Regions from separate parts of the Mus musculus genome. Here region 1 is linked to region 2. The links are chromatin contacts, called in public Hi-C maps. All regions are on one chromosome and are shown on one strand. The core of a region is the stretch at or near the end of the contact, and the rest is flanking DNA. Distances in the headings are between cores, read along the strand shown.

The links. A called contact is a pair of places that touch in the nucleus more often than the background predicts.
Region 1: a contact with region 2 is called in a Hi-C map of liver, with 2.1 times the contacts expected there. The contact joins the enhancer-like site here to the promoter of Smlr1 in region 2. A contact is called at or near these places in 4 of 484 Hi-C or Micro-C datasets (the HL-1 cell line, liver and uterus) and 4 of 115 datasets of contacts at active chromatin or transcription factors (embryonic stem cells, hepatocytes, intestinal villus epithelium and 1 more).

The regions. Positions count from the first base shown.
Region 1 is chr10:25,594,332-25,599,293 of GRCm38.p6, reverse strand. All of the region lies in intron 3 of Gm29571 (predicted gene 29571), which reads right to left. Among named protein-coding and RNA genes, the nearest start is that of Gm36908, 25 kb to the left of the region's middle. Within about 2 kb of position 2,358, at least 4 of the 459 cell types and tissues checked have an H3K27ac peak or open chromatin away from gene starts, as enhancers often do. A contact at or near this core is called in hepatocytes and liver, where this site is marked.
Region 2 is chr10:25,534,212-25,539,176 of GRCm38.p6, reverse strand. It overlaps Smlr1 (small leucine-rich protein 1), which reads left to right and starts at 2,905. Exons shown (of 2, transcript NM_001195596.1): 1 at 2,905-3,216. The coding sequence starts at 3,090. Gm29571 (predicted gene 29571) reads right to left here and starts at 2,791. Exons shown (of 4, transcript NR_136909.1): 1 at 2,508-2,791; 2 at 1,777-1,904.

The sequences.
Region 1 (4,962 bases), core at 1,109-3,608, 61 kb before region 2:
GCCAATGAGTTCAAGACTATTCCCCACTTTCTTTCCTATCAATCAGATTCAATGTTTCTGGCCTTATATTGAGGTCTTTGGTTCATGTGGAGGTGAACTACAATCTACAGGATTCCTTCTCATCCTCCAGCTCTTATATTCTTTCTGTCTCTTCTTCCATGTTTCCTGAGCCTTGGGGGTATGGCTAATATAGCTATCCCATGTGCAGCTAGACACTCACAGCCATTTACTGTCAGCACTTAGGACAGTATGAGTCTCTCCATTAACTACTACCCACTGAATAAGATGTTTCCCTGACAAAGGTTGAACCAGCACAAATCTATGGATGTAAACAGATATTTAGAAGGCAGTTTTGATAATATGACCAGTTAGTAAGTCAGCATTAGTGGGGTCTCCTTTAGGCTATGGCTTCCTGTAGCCATGGGTTTTGTCCACATGTGCAGCACCAGACACCAATTCTCCCCTGTGCACCAGACTTCAAATCTAATCCAGAGAGTAGTTGGTTACCCCATAAACAATTTTGCTCTGTCTCTCCATTGGAACCTATGTTCTTGCAACTGAAGTGAAGAATATAGCAAGAATGGATAGAAAGAGGTAACTTCTAAGTGAATGTCTTCCAAATCTCAGGCTTGTTTAGACAGGGAGCAGAACTATCACAAAGGGAGGAGTGGATGGGAGTAGGGTGTAACCCAGGCACTGTGACAACTTATATAATAAGGAAGGGCTTATCTTGATGTGTGGTTCCAGAGGGATAAGCATCCATCACGGAAGGGAAGCATGGCAGCCAGCTACAGGCACAGCAGAAGAGGCAGAAAGGGAAGAGCTCACATCTTGAACCACAAGCATGAAGCAGACAGAGGGAACTGGAAGTGAGGTGACATACTTCTTGCAGCAAGGCCACACCTCTTAATCTCCCAAGCACAGCACCCCTAACTTAGAGCAAGTACTCAGATGCCTGAGACTATGGGACATTTCTCATTCAAGCCATCACAACCCACCTGTACAGTCTGTTTTCTCACTGTCCTTAAAGCAGACCAAGCCCACCACCTGTCACTTTCCATTGCTCAGGTTGCTTCTGTCTCCTTAAATGATATTTCCTTTTATTATTGTGTACGGCTAACTTTCATGCAATCATGATTAGTATTGTTGGTCTATACTCTGAATATTTTAAAATTAAATCTGGGTGAAGTAGGTTGCTTAATAGATAAGGGGCACCTGCTCCCAAGCCTGACAGCCTGAGTTCAACCCCTGGACCCCATACAGTGAAGTCAAAGTGAAAACCAAACCCCTCAAGTTATTCTCTGACCTCTACCTACCATGGTTTACATCACCCTCCACACACACACACACACACACACACACACACACACACACCACACGCACACACACTCACACACTCACACACACACACCACACACACCACACACACCACACACACCACACACACACCACACACACCACACACACACACACACATACACACACCACACACACACACACACCACACACACCACACACACACACACACACACTCACACTCACATACACACCCCAAACACACACACCACACACACACACTCACACACACACACTGTGAAGATTAACTATGAATATGACTGACATACTTATGCAGGAAGTTTTATAAATAGGTGTGAGAGAGACAGAGACAGACCGACACACAATAAACAAAATTTTACAACATAAAAAGAGAACACTAAGTACACTAGAACACTAGTTAGTGTTTATTCATCTAAGAACATGTATGTACTTACTCAATTAATAATAAACACTATCAAGACCACACACACACACACAAAAATACATTTTGTTATTTCAGCTTTCAAATGCTGGTGTGCCTCATTATTGTCTCAGATGTTTGGTCAAACACTAGCTGTTGTAGAAGCATATTTATTATTGGATGTCGTTAGCACAGTCATCTGACCTAGGTAAAGCAGATGTCCCTCATGCAGGTGGCTAAAGAGAGTCACAAGAAAGACAAATTCAAACAGAAAGAAATTCTTCCTCCACACTGCAACACAAGAACCTTGCCTGAGTCTCCAATCCCATGGCTTTCCCTGCAGATTTCAACTCAAGCTAGCTACATCAGCTGAACTGCCAGCCACAGCCTGCTTTACAGATCTGGGGTCTGCCAGTTCCAGAAGCCCACAAGCCAAATCCTTAAAACAAACCTCTATCTGCAAAGTATATCCTATTGGTTCTGGGTTCTGCATCTGCAGAAACAGATTCATGAAATTCCCAGCTGCGGAAATGAAAGAGGAAAGTTAAATAACATCAGGCAACAGAATGTTTCCAAAATAAACATCAAACAGTGGCTATCAGTTGTACTACAGGCCCACATGTTCAGAAGAAAGAGAGGTCACCAAGGGCTAGAGAGAAGAGTGATGTCTCACGTATAGGAGCTTTTTACCGTTTGAATTTGAAACTTTTAAGAATTGTACAACTAGGGGCTAGAGAAATGGCTCAGTAGTTAAGAACACTGACTGCTCTTCCTGAGGTCCTGAGTTCAATTCCCAACAACTACATGGTGGCTTATGATTAGCTATAATGATATCTGATGTCCTTTTCTGCCATACAGGCATGCATACAAATAGAATACTCATATAGATAAAACACATAAATAAAGCTTAAAACAAAAAAAAATGTGCAACTAACTTGATAACATTTCAGACTCACTTTTTTTTAAAAATCAGTCTCCATTTCGTTTGTTTCAGCTTTTAATAAAGCATGTTTCTGTTGAGATGGGAAAGAAAACATGGCCTACTTAAATTCAGGCAAACTCCTCTTGCAAGCCGATCAAAAAACTACTTGGCAAAAAAAGTTCCTTGTTGAAGTGCCTGGAGACATTAGTTAGAACTGAAGCAGCCTCATTCTAAATTAGGACAGAGAACTGGATTTCCAAGTTACAGAAAAGGCCCTGTGGTTTGCTTCATTAGAGTGGCAGCCTGATTTTAACATGACATTTTAAAAGGCTAACTTGTCTCATTTTCCATTTCCTACACCCATACTCTGTTCTGTGAAACATGTTTCAAATTTAGCCAACTCGACTTTGTCCCACTCTATATCACAACAGACAAACTGAGGTTTGTAATTACTCAGTCATAATCAATTGGTGCAAGGTACAACGCAGACAAGGTTGATAACACAACAAAATATAAAACAAGGTTAATAATACAGCAAGTCATGTTATAAAAGGATGGCTGTGAGAAACACACAAGGAGTGCCAACAAAGAATGCTTGGCAATCAAAAAAAGAGAAGATGGCCTCACAGACACATCACCTGGGAAGGGACAGGTGGCAAATGAACACAGAAGATTTTCCCAATCCTATGTTCTCATGAGATTGTGACTGAAGCACCTATGATCCATGGCCACACACCCATCTCCCAGAAGGGCCAAAATCCTGCTTGTCGACACCACCAAATAATGATGGGAATGTGGAACACAGAGATATCTCGTTCTTTACTGTTAGAGACACAAATGATACAGTCACTTTAGAAGACTATTCCCAGTTACCTCTAAAATGGCACATTGTTGCATTGTTTTTCTCTTGCTCTTTGACTCATTGGTTCCACTTCTCAGTAGTTCTCTTAAATAAACTGAAGATTTGTCTACACAAGAAAGTGACTACACGGGAATGTTTGCAGCAGCTTTACTCATAATTACCGAAAGTTGGAAGTCACCAAGTTATCCTTCAGGTAATGAATGAATAAATATTCAAAAGAATATTATTTCACCCTAAAAAGACTGGGCTAGCAAGGGCATAGAGGGGGCTGCAATCCTCCCATTTAAATACTGCTGTTTGTATAAACGAATTCATGATCTTTGGGTACTATTGGAGTCTGAGGAAACGAAGAACAACTCAAAACAAAAGCCAGATCCTGCCTAAGCAGGTCCACAGGCCACAGAAGAACACATTTGGCATGGTCCAATGATTTCAGACCGTGCAGATTCTGAATTTTTGGATAAAACAAAATAATCTGTCTCACAAGCAAGAACCAGGACAAGCATGTGATTGCTATGTCTGAGTACAGCCATCAATGTCTGCAGGAGACAAGACACACTTTCCTGGGAAATGATCAGAAGAACAGGGGAAGAGAGGCAGAAGATGGGGGAGAGTGGGAGCCTTTCTCTCTGCAGCGCCACACAATGCTGACAATGGCCTTGTAGCATTGGCGATTCTAAACCAAGTGAAGGCATGGGCTCACGGAGAACTTCCAGAAGAGTGGTGTGCTCGAGATCCTTATGTCAAGTTGACTCACGCTGAGGTCATCTGAAAGGAGGGAACCTCAGTGAAGAAAATGCCTCCATCAGAGAAGCCAGTTAGGCATTGTGTTAATTAATAATTGACAGGGAGGGCCTAGCCCACTGTGGATGGTGCCATCCCTGATCTGGTGGCCCAAGATTCTATAAGAAAGCAGTCTGAGCAAGTCATGAGGAGCAAACCAGTAACCACCACCACCACCACCACCACCACCACCACCCACTCACCCACCCACCCACCCCACCCCTGCAATGGTCTCTGCATCAGTTCCTGCCTCCAGGTTCCTGCCCTGTTTGAGTTCCTGTCCTGCCTTCCTTTAATGATGAGCTATGATGTGGAAGCAAAAGCCAAATAAACCCTGTCCTCCCCAGGCTGCCTTTGCCTGTGGTGTTTTATCACAGCATAGTAACCCTAACTAAGGCAAGTGGGGACCTGAAGAGTAGAATGTAGTTCTTCCTGAGATGAGCATCTTCACTGTCTCTAGAGTGTCTTCAGTGTCTCTATTGGCTTACAGACCATCCTGCCAGGCTTCGCCCAACAGCTACCTAGCAACAGCGGTGTTATCGCCCACCAGCAACAACCCCCCCCCCCCACACACACACAACCTGCACAGCAAGCCAGATGTGGCAGCAGCATACAAGAGGACTGCCAGCTACCCTAACTCCCTTCCTTTCTACTCTC
Region 2 (4,965 bases), core at 1,656-4,155:
AACCCACAGCCAAACACTGGACAGAGCTTGGGGACTCTTATGGAAGAGTTGGGAGAAGGATTGCAGGCCCCAAAGGGGATAGGAACTCCACAGGAAGACCAACAGAGTCAACTAACCTGGATACTTGGGGCTCTCAGAGACTGAGCCACCAACCAAAGAGCACACACAGGCTGGACATATGTAGCAGATGTGCAGCTCAGTCTCCACGTAGGTCACCCAACAACTGGAGCAGGGGTTGTCCCTAAAGCTGCTGCCTGTCTGTGGAATCTGTTTCCCAGCTGGGCTGCCTTGTCTGGCCTCAGTGAGAGAGGATGTGCCTAATCCTGTAAAGTTGATGCACCAGGGTGGGGGGATACCCAGGGGATCATCATAATCTCAGAGAAGATGGGAGGAGGGTTGAGGGAAGGGACTCTGAGGGGGTGGGCAGCAATTAGGATATAAAAAGAATAAGTAATTAATTAATGAACACACACACAAGAATATGCTGCTCTCACAGTGGCAAAGTCTGAGTGTGGTCCCCTGCCTTGAACTCTGCCTTTCTACCTGGTCCTCACTGGCCAGCTGACTCTTCACCATTTAAAGCATACCGTCTACACAACCCTGTGTATCTTCCCTACCCAAACCTGTGGCCTTGCCTGGGGTCAGGTCTAAGTTTCTTTCCATCTCCTGGCCACTGCCATTACACGCCAGACATGTCATTATGGATGAGAACGTTCTCTGGAACGGAAAGCCTAGCTTTGGAATTTACAGGGATGTGCCACTGGCTAGGCTTTTGACCTCATTTCTCCGTCTGTAAAATGAAGTTCTTTATAAGTTTACCATGGAAACCAAAAGAAATCATAAACTCATGCTCAGCCAGACAGAAAGTAGGTACCACGGTGGCTGGAGGCACTGGTAGCATCCACCTCTACCCACTCAATTATTCCATGAGAACTGTTCTTATCTCTCTGTCCCCACTCCCTTCTGTACTATTGACTTCTAGCTCACATCCATTGCATTTTGAGTCCACCTTGAGACATACTAAGCCAGTGTTATCTCTCCTTCTATTCCTTAAAGGGTTGTCAAATACTTTCTAAGTCCATGCAAATCTACATTCAAAGACCTTTGGTGGCTCTCCCTGTCCACATAACATTGTCCTGAGTAGGGCTAAAGAGTCTATAAGCTCCAATACCTCTCTTTCCAGCTTCAACTCCACATGAGCTCTGCCTTTCTGCCCCTGTCTATTCTTTCCCTTTCTCCGCAGACCTGCCATGCTTCGGGCTTATGTGCATCTGAGCTGACTGCTTCAGCTATTCAGGCTCCAGACACTGAGAACTTTTTGTGAACAGCCCAGACCTCTCATTGGAACGAGTCAGCGCCGCCCCAGAGCTTTGCTTCTATGTGAATCTGGGGCTAAGCGCTGTTATTCACATTGCCTCTTCTCCACACTCAACGAAGCCTAGGCATTCAGGTAAGCCTTGCCGAGTGGGTGGATACAGAACATCCATCCTAGCAGCTGGCTAACATCAAACCTGTTTGCCTCCAGTTAATGAAGGTTCTCTGAAGATTGACACTTTACAAATCAGCATTCTAGCCCAGCTGAATAAGCACCAAATAACCATCTCAACAGAGAGCATGCACAAACCACAGCAGCAGCAGCCCTCTGTGGAGAGAGGAAGAGAAGGAAATACATTCAATGAATGCAGGCTCAATACTGGTGTTCTAACACTCTCCTTCCAACTTTGTTACTTACTCAGGGATGCCAGGCAAGCCCCCCCCCGGCCCCTTTACCCTTACCAGTTGAATTGTTTAGTGAAGGTGAGAGCCTGTCCGCATGGCCACACACAGTCCCAGGTAGAAGAATGTAGATGGTACTGAAGGCAGTCCTTTAAAGTGGACTCTGTCAGCTTCCCACCAGCAGCAGCCTATGGGGTGGGACAGAGAGGGGACACAAGTCGGAAGTGAAGCCCTGAATGTGGTTACCAATCTCCTGCAAACTTTCCCTCGGTCTTGAGGCTGGAGAGATGGCTCAGTAGTTAAGAACACTGGCTGCTCTTCCAGAGGACCCAGGTTCAATTCCCAGCACCCACATGGCAGCTCACGAGTGCAGGTAACTCCAGTTGCAGGGGTCTGTCTGGCACCCTCAAACAGATATATTGTGCAGTCAAGACACTAATGTACATAAAATAAAAATGAAATTTAAAAAGAAAAAGCCCAAACTTTTCCAAAGTCTCTAAAGATCCTTTGAGTTAGGAAATGAGTCTTTTAGTCAACCTTAGTAGTCTAGTAGCTTTGGAAGTTTTCCCCTAAATTGGTACAAGGCAGCTCACTGGTAGTCAATAGATGATCATGAACCTTGGCATTTGCCAGTTTATTGCCGTCTCTTATCCTGGAAGTCTGGAGTTGTCATAACAGCCTGCATTTTGGGCCAAGGCAAATGAGTAGACAGCGGAGAGGAAAGTGAGCTGCAGCAGTTAGGAAAGGGCAGGGCCCTGCCGTTGTCTGGACCCCCCCCCCCCCCCACTCACCTGCGGCTATCATCTACGTCTCTGCTGCGTATATCTGACTTCCAGACTGAAGGTCAGGCTCTAGTAGAATTAAGTGATTGTCAAATCCATCAATGTGCCCTCCAGAGAGGCACTCAGAGCAGAACCAACCAGGCAGTTTTCACATGTGGCAAGCGTGTTTTTCCTTCTCAGTATCTGTCACATCAACTATGGGCATTACCATGACAATTCCGACATTTTCAGCTCTGAAATGTAGGAAGAGGGGTAAATGTTCTCCCTGGGCCTGGGTTTCTGTGAAAACACATAGAGAGAAGGGCATTTGTTTGAAGTCAGATATTTAACCCCAGCCTACCAGGACCATCCCACTTCCTGTCAGACAAAGACGCATCTCCAGGACAGCTTGGGAGGTTTACTCTTCGGTTCTTCTACAACTGTAGCTGAGTTACAGAGTAACTTGCCAACAGCGCTCCAGTATTCACTCCACTAATAAGCCAGAGCAAAGTCCACAACAGGTTTCATGGAAAAGCATGAGCAAAGGCCAGAACTTCGGGAAAGGACAACCACAGAGCAGAGCCAAGTCGCCTGTCCCGAGCAGTGGGGACCATGAGCTCCGTGCTGGCAATCTTCTTGCAGGAACTCCCCGGCCCTGTCCTGGTCCTGGGGATCTTCCTGCCTGTGACCTTGCTGCTTCTCCTCCTTCTTGCCTACTTCAGGATCAAACTGATGGCAGGTAAGTGTGAGACCCCACGAGGAAGGGTTTGGTTCATCCTTGAAACACACCCAAGCCGGCAGGTGCTCTGGGAAGCTGGGGAGATGTACCTGTTTGATTGACAGATTTCTTCCCCCACCCTCCAGCCCTTTCTTGATGAACGGGGCAAAGTTTGATACTTTCAACTCTGTAAGTTATGAGGTACGTAGGGTTTGTCCACTTGCTATAGGGCGTCCTTCACTGTGGTTCCCCGTAGACAGTCAACTGTGAATCACCGAATTGGACATAGGGTTGCTTGTTTATTTCTCAAGGCATCAGACTCTATGCTGTCCACGGTCTGCCTCCCCCACGTAACAGATGTGTGTGTATATGTCATAGTCCTCACAAGGACTACTGTCAGTCACACGTGCACTGGGCTCCCACTGACACTGAGTGCCGCTGAGAGACTTAAGGGATTTGAATGGCCCAGGTGGGAACTAGTCCATCGTACTACCCCCACATCTTATCTCTGCTGCTTCCTTCTCAAGATAAACCTTCAGAACCTCGAAAATGATTCAAGCGTGAAGTGAGGCATACAGCAGGTCAAGATGGACTCATAGTACACACACACACACAGGTTTTCATGACTCTGCACACATGTATACACCCATGATCATGTACATGTGCGTATGCCTTCTTCAGCCTCTGAACTTCTGCTTAAGAAATGTTCTAAGCATTGTGCTATCGGCGTTTAGCCAACGCAAAACATTGGATCTGGACTGCAGCAGAGATTTTCCATAAGATGGGTAGATTTAAAAAACAAACAAACCAACCAACCGGAAACCACGGGATACATTCAGAAGCTTTAGGTGATCTGCTGTGGGCGTTTTGTTCCTGGACTGAGATTGTTTGCTCTGGAGCCGAGCTGTGTTTTGAGAGGGTGCATGTTCATTTGGTTTTTCAGTAAGTTCTAGATGCCATAAAGGTTAATGCTTATTTTAGGCACGTCACTAAAGTCAACCCGCTTCTTAATTTGGACGGTTTCATATTAAACTACTGAAAAAAACAAGTTTGAAAGCTGGTATGGTTGTACACAGCTGTGATTCTAGCACCCAGGGGGCTGAGACAGGAGACTTGCTTAAATTTGAGTTGAGCCTGGACTATAACATGAGTCTCTGTCTTAAAACGATTGTAAAGTCTCTGCTCAGTCTACAAAAACTCGCCAAGATCAAGCAAAGCATTCCTGTGTGCTCTTAAGTAATTACTAATATCAGGCCCCAGCAGCCGAACAACTAGGGGCGCTCATGTGTACAGTGAGACTTAGAACACAGGGAACCCCGAGATGGCAGACTGCATTACAAAATGCTGCTTCCCTTCAGGGCCTCCAGGAGAACTCTGGAGCCCAGCTGTTCTCAACCTCACTAAAGCTGCAGCCCTTTAACACAGTTCTTCATGTTGCCATGACCCCCAACCATACAATTATTTTTGTTGCTATTTCATGACTATAAATTTGCTAGTTATGAATCATCTGTGTTTTCTGATGGTCCTTGGTGACCCTTGTGAAGGGTTGTTGGGCTCCAAAGGGCTCTCCTGCAGGATGGTTAAGGGACACTGCACTGTCCTCTACAAGACCCACACCAAACATCTTTTTCTTCATAAAGTTCATCACACCCCTCCCTGTCCCCAAGAACAGACTTCTAGAAATTCTGTACCCAGATATTTAAGAATTCCAAACCTCAGAAAAAACTCCAAAACAAAGAAGAATCTGAAAATCATGACCCCAAACATTTG